Linked DNA regions of Gossypium hirsutum: regions 2 and 3 are each linked to region 1. Evidence: chromatin contacts called from public Hi-C data. All regions are on one chromosome and are shown on one strand. The core of a region is the stretch at or near the end of the contact, and the rest is flanking DNA. Distances in the headings are between cores, read along the strand shown.

Region 1 (3,024 bases), core at 238-2,737:
CAAACGAAGAAGATAAAAGCCTGTCTACACCAGCTCTCTTTTCTTCTGCTTCCTCTGGATAACCAGTTCCATTATCTTTCAGATATGGATTCAACTCTCTAGGATGCATCGTCTTTATCTGGTAACAATATATGTACTATTATCACCTAACGATTCATGCACTAATAAAATATAAAGGCAGAAAGTAAAGAATGCATGCTCCATACAACCAAGAACCACAAATGCAAGCTTGTTTAGAACTCTCCAAAGTAAACATAACTAAAGCAGTCTAAGAAATAAAAAGAGAAAGAAGCTTATCAAATCCTCGTTAGAAAAGTTTGATTTTTTTCTGAACAACAAAGAGAACCGTAAAGCAGACAAGATATTTTTTGCTTTAAAATATAAATATCTCCATCAGCAAGCATTTATGTTTGTATTATGCCAGAATCAAAGAAAATAAAAGGTAAAAAATCAGCTAGAATTAATAGCTCAAGTGCCATACCTCCTCAGTAGGAGGTTCCTCAAGTTGTGCAACAGCAGCAGGTTCTAAATGTTTCTTATCAGTCTTAAATGCAGGTCTGAGCATCCATTCCAGTCCAATTTCTTTCCTCTCAATCTCCTTCTCTTTCAAAGGAGATTCTCCACCATCATCTGCAAACCAACAACAATAATAACTGATCAATGTCTAAAATGAACCAATCATCAATAATTCAGAACAAAAAATTCTCTTCTCTTACTCCTTTTCTTTCCAACTCCTGAATTACGTCTTCGATCCTCATCCACATCTTCAGACGAATAATCCACTGATGACGATGAATAACGTTTCTTTTTACTTCTGGATCGTTTCTTATTCCTCTTATCCTTTCTCCTATCTGAATGCCTCCCTTTATCTGTATCGGAACTCCCTTCGCTCTCACTTTCGCTTGAATACTCCTCTGATGAATACCACTTCTTATTTCGTCTAGATCCTTTTTCTATTCTCTCAATATCATCATCCGAAGAACCACAATACCCAGAACTTTTCCTTTTTCTTTTATTTTTTTCCATTTTACTAGTGTATCTTTTCTTCTTCCTATCTGAGTTCTCATTTTCTTCCTGGTACAAAAAAAAAACTAACTGAGGAAACTTTACTGACAAAAAGAAAGAAATGTGAAATTGATGAATTATACCTTATCAATCTCATCACGAGGTATAACCTTCACCCCAGAAAGCATATTCTACAGAATTCAGCGACTTCAAATTAAAATTAATTACGAAAGCGATAAGCTTCTATAATATAAAGTAGATAGAGATGTGAAATAAATAAAAAAAATCAAGCAGACTCACCGTTCCAAAGAGGACGAAGAGGGCTGTGGACCGGCGGTGGTTAGGGTTTGGAAAGGGAGGTTGCGACGGTTAATTTGAAGCTTGGGCTTGTATTTTGAGAGGTTTTCTTCTATCGAAGGGAAGACACTAGGTGGGTCTGGGATTTTAACCACGTGGGTAATTAGATCTAAACTCTACGATCTTAAGAAGAAATTATTATAGGAAAATTTCTTATATAAGTCCTTCCTATATACTATTACATTGGATATGGATCCAATTAAAAATAAATTATTATAGGAAAATTTTCTTATATACGTCCTTCTTATATAATATGGACCCAATTAATAAAACTAGATTAAGATATATTCACGATTTAAGTGAATATATTATATGATTTAATGTTGCGAAACAAAATTATTAAGATTAAACAATCAAATGCATATATACAATGTTAGAAAATCTTGGTATTTAGATATAACATATAGGTAAGTATAAAACATTATTGTTGAAATAGTGAACAAAATATGTTAAATTGTAGGCAAATAGTTTTTTATATATATATAGAAAAAGTAGCTTAGAATAAACCAAACTAAAATAAAAGAAGGCATTTGATTAATAAATGTATTAGTAGAAACAAAAATGCTTATACGTATACATTCGATTAATAAAATATAATATATAATATTTAAATACATGATTTAATAAATTTGTCAAATATTTTTCAATAAATGACTAGTTTATTATTAATAAATAGTATCGTTTATCTACTCAATCAAGCCAAATCACGTGCATCTGAAAATAGACCAACAAACAGAAACAACTAAGAGAAGAAAAAAAAACAATACTCATCCTTGTATAGAAAAAAGGGGAAAAAACAAATATCAATTTATCTCCCCCTCTCTTCAGCCAGTTTGTTGGAACTCTCGGCTCCCAATAAATTTCCTCCTTATCCATCTCAAAATTCAGCTTTACTTTAGCCACAACAATCTCACCCAAAGTATCAACGAATCAATCTCAGCTAACTCTACCAATCGATATAAGAATTTTCCTACCCTTGTTAAGCCTTCAATTCTTGCTCCATTGAATAAGTCTCTTCCCTAAAGCAACTAACTTGTTAGGAATATTACCAACACTACTCTCCCAAAGAGCTCGTACCTTAGCTTCGAAGCCTTCCTTCAATTTCTAGTTTGCATTGAACCGAAAAGTTTGACCCTCATTTTGGAACCTAGCAAAAGACTCAATTTGATTTGTGTTAATCAGCAAGGGACAATGATCAAAATAGCTATAAGGCAAGTGCTAAATCTTGTGATTTGTGAACCGAGAAACCCATCCTATAGAAGCTATTCCACGATCTAACTGCTCTCAAATGAGTGTTTCCTGAGATCTGTCACACTCCCAAGTTAACCAGTGCCCATCATAACCCAAATCCATGAGCTCATAGCCTTCCAAAGTAGAACAAAAACCCTCCATCTAACTAACTGAATGAAGATGGGCACCTTGCTTTTCTGGAGCATACAAAATTTCATTAAAATCTCCCACCACAAGCCATGTGATTCCATCAAGATCATACAAACTACGCAAGAGGTTCCAAGATTCTTATCGACGACTTTCTTCAAGGGCTTTATAAAATGTCGTGAATCTCCAAGCACTTCCACCTTCAATGATCTCAACATCAATATGGGATTAAGAGAAATTTGTTAAACTAACATTACATCCTTCTTTCCACCAAACCGACAACCC
Region 2 (3,056 bases), core at 89-2,588, 160 kb after region 1:
TGCTGACGTGTCATATTAGTGGCGTCAAACTCTTTGGCTCCACCAATTTTTATTGTAAATTTTAAGTCATTTACATGTATAATAAAAAAAGACTCATTTATGTAATTAATTAAATTTTTTAAGTTAATTTTATATAATAAAAAAAAAGAAGCCAAATATATGTATATATATATTACCTATCAATCATCTTTTGGTTGCTGCAGATGATGTTGCAGAAAAAGCTTGCTTTTCAGCAACCTCTGCTGCATCTAGAACCTTGTCTGCCATAGCCATACATACACGAAATGGATAATTCATATTTGGTGTCACAAATATCAGAGAAGAGAAATCAAGAATATGTGGCCATTGTTACTCACTAACACCATCAAGGGAAGCTAAAAGAACTTCTCCTGGAACCATGGATAAGAAAGCTTTCCCAGGTTTGGAGCTAACCAAAGGTGCCATCACTGTTCCACTAGCCGCACCAACCATGCCCAGCATTGCTTTGCTCATTTTTTCAGTCATTTTGGACAGCTTTCGCACACTACACAATCAGACATATGCAGTACCTTAGGCTCAGAGTTCAACAACTTTTGACTTTAATGAAAACTACTTTATGTCAACTTCACATAATATCCGGAAAAATAATTAAGTCTTGGGATACCGTTTTAGGCTTTTGTTGACAGCTCCACTACTCTTCCTAGTGGTCCTGCTGCTTTGGTAACCATTGTTACTTGCTGTAGGAGCTTGCATTAAAATGGTTTCTCCTCCTTTCTGAACCTGCTTTTTAATTCCTTCTTTTCTTTAGATTCACTAACCATGGTATGTTCTATACAAGGCTTTTTTAGCTTTAGCAATGAATGTTTTCTTAGGGTTAACTGATAAATGGCTAGAAGTAGAATACCAGTTGAAGTTGAAACTTGAAAGCAAACCTGGCTAGTATAAGCATTGCTGCATTTGAAGATTCCCTTCACAATCTGACCGGTCCCTCCAGCAATGGCCTTTGCCAAAACATTGTTATAAGATTCGATCCTGGGAGCATACTCCTTCCAATCCACATGTTTATCCCCAGATGAAGTTGCACCAGAAAAGCATGAATGCTCCTTCAAAAACGAATCCAAGGAGCTCATGAACCTGCTATCATACTGTCCCGAAAAAGTCACTCCATAACTCAGAGGATTCCCATCTTTCATGGGCAAGGAAAAGAGGTAGTGAAAGGAATCAAGCTTCACAACCGGCTCATCTTTTGTCAAAGGCCATTGAACATCTTCCCCAACTTTAATGATGGTAGCAAGAGGAACATCCTCTTCTAATACCCGCACAAGTGTGAACTCACCCTTGCCCAGTTCCAAGGCTTCTCCTTCCTCCATCAGATAAACCCTGCATCCTGGAATCTGCAAAAGAGGCTCTACTTTCAGATTCTTGGTTTCTGGGTATGCAACTACAGGTTGAGTTGAGGAGGGTTGAATGGGATGGTTATGGGAAGCTTTGGAACTTTTTCCCCTGAAACACCCCATATCTTTTCTATTATTTTTGCACCTAAGTTTGCTATGTTTTTCTTCAAGGGAACAAGTTTGGATATGAATGTGAAAGGAACAACAAAAAAAGGTTTGGCTGACGGCGGAAGTTTGGCTGTGATTGATTCTTTGTTTGTAACTTTATTCTGATTCCTGATGGATAGAGATAGGCTCGTTTGAAGTGTTACTTTCGGTGGAGGAAAGAATCAGAGCTTGACATATGATTTTTTTTTTTAATATTTAATTTGAAAGAACTATTCATAAGCAGGCTCAAACTCAAACTCACAACTTACTCCGTCAATTAACATCAGTTGGACTATTCCTTGCTAGTGCTTGAAAGGCAATTTATACCTTGCATTTTGGACCCGAAAACAAACTTAGACTTACATTAAAAGAAAACATATAAAGTAAGTCTTTATCTAAAAGCATTTCCTGCTTTTGGTTGAAATTTGATAAAACAAGAAAAGAGTAATGAAAATTGCAAAACATATAACACAAAATGGGCAGTCGATACATACAGATGCGGATTGGAAAACTGTAAAATCACAACCACTAAACTTTGTCTCACATTTGAACACCGACTGTATATAATCATTTAATAAAATTACAGGACGAAATCGATACAAGTTACAAAGTCAGCCCCCGGATGAAGAGGGTTGATAAAATTAAGAATAAATCTGATTGAATGGCAACTAAAAAATGAGGGCGAAAATTCCTAAACCACTAAAACCAATCCAATAAGGAATCATCAAATAATCCCACCACCAATCAACTAAAGAATCTGTGCTTCAGAAACCTTGCTGCTTCCACTCGGATCTAAAAATGAAGAGCCACAATGGTCACAAAAAATAAACATTCCTTCTCTCTGCTAAACCTCGTATTTCTTGGGTTGATGCCATTGACACAAACTTCTCGCCAATGAGCTTAGGAATGAGGCTTTTGGAGGAGCTCCTTTTTTCCCATATAAATGCTTACCTCCCAAGTCTGTGAACTTTGGTCCCCTACCTCTGTTCCTTTCAATCTGCACCATTACACAAATACTGCTAAGCTTCCAACAAATTAATAGACCTCGAGGTCATTATGAATGGTTTAATTTAAGTGCTATGCTCCACTGACTTACCTTGTTTATTTTTCCATTCTTCAAGTGATATCGAATACCCGACCAATTGATTGATTGAGAGAAATGAGATCGGAAGGCAGAGATAGGGTATAGAAAGTTATCAACCAGCAATGCGACAAATATCTGCTCAGTCACAAAACAATTTCATCTACATACTCGAAAAGCGATATAACCAAGCTTCAAGTCAAAATTCAGACCTAATCAAACAAAAAACAGAGTTGATTTAACTATAAAACTTTTATGCTCCTTTTAAGTGAAACCTTGAGTACACTATTTCACTACAGTGTGAAGGAGATCATTCCAGGATTTTAGACCAGGAATTGAAACGGATAAAAAGGCCAGAAATTTTTGTCATCACTCTAAACACATAGGTGTGTGTAACTTATGAATAATATACAGTTGGGGAGAAGGAAGAGGTATATACCAAAGATACGCACTCG
Region 3 (2,957 bases), core at 338-2,837, 200 kb after region 1:
AACTGAACACGCTTTCACATTTTTTTCTCCAAAAACAACTTATTTCCCTAAAATTCAAGAAAAATAAATGGCCTAAAAGGTCAAATAAAAAAAAAGACATATATACCTTATTTAGCCTTGAATTTGACAATTTTTTCATTTTAGTTATTAAATTTAGATTTTATAAAAGTGTAATAACATGAAATTATGAGGATATGTAACATCACTATCTAAAACTTTAAAAAATTATAATTAAAAAAATTAAATTATATATATTTTAATTTTCAAGTAATAAATAGTATTATGTTATTTTATTTAATGAAAGTTCAAATATCAAAGTGAAACAAAAAATATAAGCAACAAAATAGATCTAATTATCAAGTTGATGAACTAAAAATTACATTAAACCTAAAAAGGAAAAAAAGCGAGTTGAGATAATGAGTTAAAAAGAGAAGGGGAGGAAGAAGAGGGACCAAGGTGAGGAAACCATCGATAATGAGTATTGGGGAAAATGCCGATTTTAGAAGGGGACCAATCCAAGCAAAACAGCTAGATGTCATGTTGTTGCCTTGTACACTTATTCCGCTATCAACCTTCCAATCTTGATGCTGTGAATTGGTAGTTGATTGATTTTCATTCCATAAAAGGTCTATCCAAATCCAACACCTTACAAAAAGGACCTTCTCCCCCAACCCATTCCATATTTACATCTAAGTTGTACTTTGATTTACAAACCTGGGAAAAAAAGGGGTTTTCAACAAATCAAAAGGAAATTTCAAGCAGGCTTAGTTCCACATTCTGCCCTAGAATTTAGATCTTGTGATGGATTCCATCTAGCTCCTCCCAAGTTCTTTTTGGCCCCTATTTTGTTTAGTCAAATTTTATAAAACAGGCATTTTGTATGGCTTTAGTCCTTTACTATAGTTTCTATCACTATTTAAAAATATACATGTCAAACGAAATTAAAACAAAAATGTTAAATTCAAGATTGAATATACCCATTTCAAAAACTATATTAAACAAAAATCAAATTATAATAGATTAAGTAAATTCATAAAGAATGCGAAGATTATTATATTTTTTTGTTTGTTGTGGGTGTTCTCCAAAGAGGTAAAAATCTAACTATGAAATGTGTTTCATTTTGATAGGCAAAAATCAAACATCCAATCTCAAAGTTAAAAGGATAAAATAAGTAACCACCGCACTATATCTCATGTTTATTTTTTGTTAAAAGTCTTAACCCCTCCCCAACTCATAAATATTTGGATAATGCGCTTCAACAAGCTTAAACCTACGTTCTCTTGCATTGAAAATGATATTCATGCTAATTGATTTAAGATTCAATCAATTTATTGTTGTTGTAGTATTTAATACCTTATTTATACATATACTCTGTTTTCGGAAGTTTTCTAGCAGGCGTCCTACTTGGAGCCATGGGCTTAGACCTACTTGCTAACCGGCAAACTCTGGGCCTTCCGAAAAATCCTCCTTCGGCTGCCCCCAAACAATTGACCGCATGGGCTTACTAAAAAAGCTGTTGTTAACAAATTTCTGTTGCTTCCTTTGTGTGACTTTACTAGGTTGAAGTTGGAACCAACCTGATGCGAATATAAGGGTAGGTAGTGCCCTAATTCTCAAAATTAAAAAATTTTAAATAAATATAAAATTATGTCGCACAATCATAAAAAAGGGTTATAATAAGATTAGATAATTTCGCATAAAAGATAAAATGCGATCACTGTCCTATCTACTTGGCTCACTCTCACGATACTTTCCCCATTCTCAATCGTCATCTACTCCTCACCTCACCTTTCTCCTCCGCAGCATGGCCACCTCCGCCGCTGCCGGTCCCATTAACCCATCCAACACTCGCCTTGGATGGATTGGGACTGGCGTCATGGGTCGATCCATGTGTGCTCATCTAATCAACGCTGGCTACTCTCTCACCGTCTTCAACCGTACCCTTTCCAAAGCCCAACCCCTCGTTGACATGGGTGCCCGCCTAGCCCAAACGCCTCACGACCTTGCCGCCCAATCCGATGTCGTTTTCTCCATCGTCGGTTACCCTTCCGACGTCCTCCAAGTCCTACTCGATCCCGTTAACGGTGCCCTCTCTGGCCTCCGTCCTGGCGGCATACTCGTTGACATGACAACATCGGAGCCTTCTCTCGCCGTCGAAATATCCACCGCTGCATCTTCCAAGAACTGCTCCTCAATCGACGCGCCCGTCTCTGGCGGCGACCGAGGTGCCAAGAACGGGACACTCGCGATATTCGCTGGGGGAGACGAAGCCATTGTCAACCGCCTAAACCCCATCTTTACCCTCATGGGAAAAGTTAACTACATGGGGCCTAGCGGGAAAGGCCAATTCGCGAAATTAGCTAACCAAATCACCATAGCATCGACGATGGTGGGATTAGTGGAAGGAATTATTTACGCCCACAAAGCAGGGCTGAATGTGGCGTCGTTTTTGGATGCGATATCGACCGGGGCAGCTGGCTCAAAGTCGTTGGATTTGTACGGGAGCAGGATTTTGAAGAGGGACTTCGATCCTGGTTTCTTCGTGAACCATTTTGTTAAGGATTTGGGGATTTGTTTAAAGGAATGTCAAAACATGGGACTTGCTTTGCCCGGTCTGGCTTTGGCTCAACAGCTTTATTTGTCGCTTAAGGCTCATGGGGAAGGGAATTTGGGAACCCAAGCTCTGATTTTGGCTTTGGAGAGGCTTAACAACGCGACCCTTGGTTCTTAAACCTGGTAAACTGTTAATTTCTAGTAACACTACATTGACGAACCCTATTAGATACTATGCTAAACTTAAAACTATGCTATGTGATGGTTGGTTTCAGTCTTCAGTTGTTCAACTTAATTTTGGTAGCTGATTGCTTTGATATGCTACCATTTACAGTTCCCATTTTATGGTTTTTGCTGCTATAATTGCTTTGAATGATGAACCATCTGTAGTTTATAGACTTTTT

Evidence for each region. A called contact is a pair of places that touch in the nucleus more often than the background predicts.
Region 2: a Hi-C map of leaf shows a contact between it and region 1, with 2.7 times the contacts expected there. The contact joins the enhancer-like site here to the promoter of LOC107901173 in region 1. A contact is called at or near these places in 6 of 34 Hi-C or Micro-C datasets (callus, fibers, leaf and 1 more).
Region 3: a contact with region 1 is called in a Hi-C map of leaf, with 1.7 times the contacts expected there. The contact joins the promoter of LOC107901167 here to the promoter of LOC107901173 in region 1. A contact is called at or near these places in 7 of 34 Hi-C or Micro-C datasets (callus and leaf).

The regions. Positions count from the first base shown.
Region 1 is chrD06:12,019,014-12,022,037 of Gossypium_hirsutum_v2.1, forward strand. LOC107901173 (CWF19-like protein 2 homolog) reads right to left here and starts at 1,488. Exons shown (of 11, transcript XM_016827070.2): 1 at 1,306-1,488; 2 at 1,149-1,196; 3 at 717-1,074; 4 at 482-630; 5 at 1-118. The coding sequence starts at 1,193.
Region 2 is chrD06:12,177,498-12,180,553 of Gossypium_hirsutum_v2.1, forward strand. LOC107901168 reads right to left here. Exons shown (of 14, transcript XM_016827063.2): 13 at 2,617-2,739; 14 at 2,055-2,517. The coding sequence ends at 2,365. It also overlaps the pseudogene LOC107901169. Among protein-coding and RNA genes, the nearest start is that of LOC107901168, 6.4 kb to the right of the region's middle. Within about 2 kb of position 1,339, at least 5 of the 9 cell types and tissues checked have an H3K27ac peak or open chromatin away from gene starts, as enhancers often do. A contact at or near this core is called in fibers, where this site is marked.
Region 3 is chrD06:12,219,796-12,222,752 of Gossypium_hirsutum_v2.1, forward strand. It overlaps LOC107901167 (probable 3-hydroxyisobutyrate dehydrogenase-like 1, mitochondrial), which reads left to right and starts at 1,588. Exons shown (of 1, transcript XM_016827061.2): 1 at 1,588-2,830. The coding sequence starts at 1,709. The coding sequence ends at 2,731.